Regions from separate parts of the Mus musculus genome. Here region 2 is linked to region 1. A link is a contact called in public Hi-C data. All regions are on one chromosome and are shown on one strand. The core of a region is the stretch at or near the end of the contact, and the rest is flanking DNA. Distances in the headings are between cores, read along the strand shown.

Region 1 (2,817 bases), core at 51-2,550:
TCAGAAGTCAGCCTGAGCTCCATAAGACCCTCTCAAAAGAAAACAACCAAAACCAAAACCGGGGCCAACGAAGTCCTAACAACTGGATTAGCAGTATTGACTAGTACCGAGGAACCTGTTCTGTCAAAGTCAGAATATTGCAAGCTCGATCCAACTGAAGGCAACGTTTACTTAAGATAGGCATGGTTCAAGGGTACACGAAAGATGGAAATGTGGAAAAACAGATTCCTAATGCCACAAATAAATCACCAAGTGGGTACAAGTCACGCACTCATTCTTCATCAAACGTTTAATTGAAAGCACTCAGCTTTCTTTCATTTTCTTAATCCCCCAAAATGATGCTTGCCCTCTGTAGCTAAAAAAAAAAAAAAAGCTAAGGAAAATCCGTCTATGGGTCACCGAGGAGTTAGCAAACACAAAATAATGAAAGGACGGAAAGAGGCAAAAAGAAAGCTCAGCCTGCCCACCAGGTTCCCACAAGGCAAAACACTTCAAAATCTGAAACCGGGTGTGGGTGTAGGGTGCAGCTTTGGAGAATTTCTCATGGGAAATGACACAACTTGTGGCCCTGAGCTAAGGGGCAACGGAACTATTCCAGAGACCTGCCAACCTAGCCGAGAAGGCAGCTCCTCTTCATGCAGGGAATGGAATCAAGAGACTGCACACCGAGGGGGACCCAAATTCACTGAGGGAGAGGTGCGCCCCACAAAAAGGGAGCAGCAAAAAGGGAGAGACACCAGGGATGATGGCTTTTGATGATCCTTGTTCCGACAGGGGTACAGGCCTGAACTGGGGGAGTCTACGTTTAGGGTTAGTCGGGGTAGGGGGTCGGACGTGGAGGTGAGGCCAGGCCCCGCTGGCGACGCTTCCTTGTTTGGGGCCCCTTCCCGCCCTGAGAACTCGGACATCCTGACCCGCGGGGACAACCCCGTCGGGGCATCAGGGCCTGAGGCCGCCTTCTGGGCCAGGCGGGAAAGCAGCATCTAGAGGGGCTAGGCACGGCCTCTTTCGCTCGCTCTGCCCGCTGTTTAGGGGGCCCGCGGCCGGGGTGAGGCAACGGGCTTCTAGGGGGGCCCTTCCACTAGAGCTCCGAACCCAGGCCTGCTTGGCCTCAGGCCATCCCAGCGGCCACCGCTCCAGGCGACACTCACCGGCCCATCTCACGGAGCTCCCAGGACTCCTCCCGCTCGTCCCGGAGCCGCCGCCACCGCGGCCGCCGCCATCCCCGGCCCCGGAGCCGCCCCACACCCAGCGGGCACCCCCCCAAGCCGGGCGCCCGGAGATGGCGTTGAGCGCATCCCGCCCCCCCCCCGACGCGGAGAGATGACGTCACCCTGGCCTGGGAGCGCCGCCTACTTACACAGGAGGAAACTGGCCGCCTGCCCATCGTACCCAGCGCCCCCCTTTGGTGGGAAAATGAACGCCTGTCCCACTGAATGGGTCCAGGGAGTAGGTGATGTTTCCTTAAAAAGCTCCCAGACCTGGATTCCCTGGAGAAGTTTTCACAAGCTGTCACTAGAAGTCCAGATAGTGGAGATCCCTGGGGCCTTGTTTATGATGCCCCAGAATTTACTGGAGTAGAAAGATGGAAGGGTCATTGTAGGGTCAGGGTGAGAGAGAGCTGGGCCCAGACCTTTTCAAGGGTCAAGAGCCTTGTAAAGTTAGAAATAGCCTGAGGCAGCCAAAAAAAAAAAAAAAAAAAAAAAAAAGTGTGCCTGTGCAGGACCTAGAAAAAGATGAAAAAGTACTGAAGACCTGGGAGTGGGTGAGCAATAAGGACGGGATTCTTACTACAGTGGAAAGCAGGTTGGCTTAGTGAATACAGGGCTTGGCTACTGGTTTGGAATATTGTCACCCATATAATGCCAGTTCATACTAAATACTTGAATGAAAGTTTGATTGGCTTAAGCAGACACAAAAATGAATGGCTGATTTAGGTTGCTGATTGGAGGGGGAGGATTTTTTTTTTCTTATTTGTTCATTTGTTTTTGAGACAGGGTCACAAGTAGCTCAGAGTGGTTTTGAACTCACTGTGTAGTTTAGGGTGAACTTGAACTCTTAACCGTCCTGCCTCTATCTCTCAAGTTGATGGTATCACTGGTGCATTCGTTTCTTTTCTGTTGCTGGGATAAGACACAATCAAGGCAACTGCCAGAAGGATTTGAGTTTGTGGTTCCATTTGAGAGGGTTAGGAGTCCATTGTGGTGGGAAAGCTTGGCAGGGAGCAGCAGCCATAGAGGCTGGAGCAGAGAGGAGGGGGTCACATCTAGAACTTAGAAGCACAAAGCAGAGAGACTGAACCTGGAATTGCCTGTGGCTCTGAGCCTCAAAGCCAGGTCCCTAGTGACATAGGGACTCTAACAAGGCCATACATACCTTAATAGTGCCACTAACTGGCCACCAAGAGTTAAACATCTAAGCCTATATCGAAGTTTCTCATTCAAACCACCACAGCAGGCAAGCCCCACATTTGGCCAATAGTTGGTCTTGTGTTCAGATTACATTTATACAGAAAAAGTGATTATGCGTGTTTTATATAAAAGAGAGAGAGAGAGAGAGAGAGAGAAAACAGAAGTGTTGGGAGCCGCGCCCACATTCGCCGTTACAAGATGGCGCTGACAGCTGTGTTCTAAGTGGTAAACAAATAATCTGCGCATGTGCCAAGGGTATCTTATGACTACTTGTGCTCTGCCTTCCCCGTGACGTCAACTCGGCCGATGGGCTGCAGCCAATCAGGGAGTGACACGTCCGAGGCGAAGGAGAATGCTCCTGAAGAGGGACGGGGTTTCGTTTTCTCTTTCTCTTGCTTCTTGCTCT
Region 2 (2,700 bases), core at 184-2,683, 180 kb after region 1:
CAGAAACCTCCTGTTGGGTGGGGCATGGAGGAAAGTTTGGTTTTATAACTGGCAGGTGTTGTCTGCTGTTTGTAACCAGGGTAGAAAGTGGTACGTTTGAGTGTGTGGTGGCTAGAAGAGGAGATGAGGAAATGCTCAGGAGGTGGCAATACCTTGGGGATGGTCTGAGCCTTAGCTCACTGCTGTTCCATTTCACTGATCCATACACTTAGGATTGGTTCTCTAGCTGCGTTATACTTCAATTAAAAATGACGTTATTTTTACCAAAAATGTAGATATTGTCCTGGAGAGATGGCTCAGTGGTTAAGAGTTCTCAGAGCTCCTAAAGAGGACCTGAGTTAGGTCTCTAGCACCCGTGTGAGGCTCTCAGAGTTACCTGCTAACTCCACCTCCGGGGAGATCCAATTTCTCTGCTCTCTGGGGACTCCTGCACGGTATGTTCATGCCACACACATACATGTAATTAAAAAGAAATGCTTTTTAAAAATCTAAGTATTAATTTTTCAAGTTATAAACTAAGTGGTACTGTTAACATTAGTGGTTGTAGTGTTAACATTAGTGATGTAGTGTAAATGCGAAAGACCCCAAAGTTAGTAGTTGTGTATGTTTGCAAAAACAGACTAGGGTTGAATGTCAGTCAGAGTGAGCTGCCAGTAGTTTTTATCTTTAGTCATCTCTACAAAACCGCTGTTGCTTGTTTACAAGCTATTCCTTTAAAACCTGTGTATACGTGTGTGGGAACATGCAGTTGCCCATGGAGGCCGGCAGCATCCCAGCCCCAGGAAACGGGAATTAACAGGCTGTCATGAACTACCCGCTGTAGTGCTGGAACCTGGACGTGGGTCCTCTGGAAGAGCCACTGAGCCAGCTCTCTAACCCTCTCTAGTTCCTGCTCTTTGTCGGAGACCATTGCTAGCATGTTGTCTGTTTTCTCACAGGGCTGACGGCAGTGAATGTGTACCCAGTGCCCAGCCTGCTCACTTCTTTGGAGCTCTCCCAGTGAGTCTGTCCACGAGGGTGGAGCTTGTTTTGATTGGGGGGGGGTGCTGTCTCAGGGGAGGGGGAGAGATACTATTTCGTGGCTAAAGGAAGGAGGGTAAGAGGAATTAGATCTCTGCTGTCTGAATAAACAAAGTGTTGCTTAATTCCACTGTCTTCACCTTTCTGTCTCCATTTGTCAGGAGAGCTGTTGCCTTGCTTGCCATTTCCTTATCTCGTCAGCAGCTCACTTTTGGCCATCTCTAGTTCACTTTTCCCTGATGATACTACTCCTTCTTTTAAAAGGCAGCTTTCAAACTGGCCATGTTCTTTGTAATGCCATGTCAGTCGTTGCTTCTGTGTCTTTGGTTCTGTTGTGTTCTCCTGCAGGCAGTCACCCCCCAGTTCTGACTTGGCACACTGCCCTGTTGCAGATGCAGTCTCATTGAGTCCAGTGATTTGAGTCACTGAGTGTTGGCATCCGCCAGTTTTCTAGACTGAGCCTCTCCTCTCAGGTCAGGCTTATGTATCCAGTTCTTCGCCAGTTGGTTTTGCTACCCACACCCCAGGAGTCTCAAACCTCTGTAACATTAGCTCAACTTCCACTGCTCCGGACTTGTTTTCTGTGTCTGTTCATAATTCAGCCCCGTCAGGCCCCTGGTCCTCCAGGACCTGAAAGTAGCTTCCTTCCATCTTTCATTCTGTCCTCCTTCTTTACCTAATCCTTCTCTGAGTCATCGCCGTTGCTGCCCCTGGGCAGTGCTGGAATTCCTGCCTCTCCTTCAGCTGAATGACTACTCACTCAGGCCTGTATCACTCCTGCCTCTCATTCTTCTTTCCTCTTCCCTTTCTTCCTTCTTTTTCTTTCTTCTCTTTCTTCTTGGCAGAATCATCTTTATTGGGCTCCACCAACCAGTCATGTATTTAAAGCACACAGCTGACATCATCTGTATACTGTTTATAAACCCTTGAGGTAGGCCCTACACATATAGGATCGAGTAAGAACTTTGCAGACATGGTTTAGACCTAGTTCCAGCCTAACTTTCCCTGTTTCCAGGGAAACACTTCATGCTTGGCCTCCCATTACACAGCACACTCTTCCTTGCCATATCTCTGTGCTGTGACTCAAGTTGGCATCATTGCTGCTTAAGTATTTTCATGTAAGGTCACAGAATCTAACCCAGTTCATGTCATTTTTTTTGTTTTTAAGATTTTATTTATTTTATGTTATGTGAGTACACTGTTGCTGTCTTCAGGAACACCAGAAGAGGGCGTCAGACCTCATTACAGATGGTTGTAAGCCACCATGTGGTTGCTGGGAATTGAACTCAGGACCTCCGGAAGAATAGTCAGTGCTCTTACCCACTGAGCCATCTCTCCAGCCCAGATGTCATGTTTTTGAGCAGCTAGTGGCCTTGGCTATTTCAGGCCAAGTTTTCTTTTCACAAACTTGTCACAGCAAAGTCTGCTTCTCCTATAGCTCTCACTTCAGCCTGCCACATAACTGATATACACCTTGAGATCTGGAAGGGGTGGGTGACCTCTGACAGTAGAAGTCTGTATGATGCGGGCGGAGCTGTATGAACTATTTCGAGTTTGTTTTTCCAGTGACTTGAAACTTTGCCCTGCTGCTGGTTGCCTTTTGTGTCTACTTTCTCACTGTTACTCCTTCTGTTTTTCTGAGAATTTGCTTCTTTTCTCTCTGTCATTACCTATAGAATT

What was found. Hi-C and Micro-C count contacts between places; a contact is called where the count stands out from the background.
Region 2: a contact with region 1 is called in a Hi-C map of cerebellum, with 1.7 times the contacts expected there. The contact joins the enhancer-like site here to the promoter of Atxn1l in region 1. A contact is called at or near these places in 4 of 39 promoter capture datasets (the 3T3-L1 cell line, the C10 cell line and liver) and 3 of 484 Hi-C or Micro-C datasets (the HL-1 cell line, cerebellum and embryonic stem cells).

The regions. Positions count from the first base shown.
Region 1 is chr8:109,736,480-109,739,296 of GRCm38.p6, forward strand. Atxn1l (ataxin 1-like) reads right to left here and starts at 1,301. Exons shown (of 4, transcript NM_001080930.2): 1 at 1,152-1,301.
Region 2 is chr8:109,919,143-109,921,842 of GRCm38.p6, forward strand. Phlpp2 (PH domain and leucine rich repeat protein phosphatase 2) reads left to right here. Exons shown (of 19, transcript NM_001122594.2): 10 at 939-999. Among named protein-coding and RNA genes, the nearest start is that of Marveld3, 42 kb to the right of the region's middle. Within about 2 kb of position 1,434, at least 79 of the 459 cell types and tissues checked have an H3K27ac peak or open chromatin away from gene starts, as enhancers often do. A contact at or near this core is called in the HL-1 cell line, where this site is marked.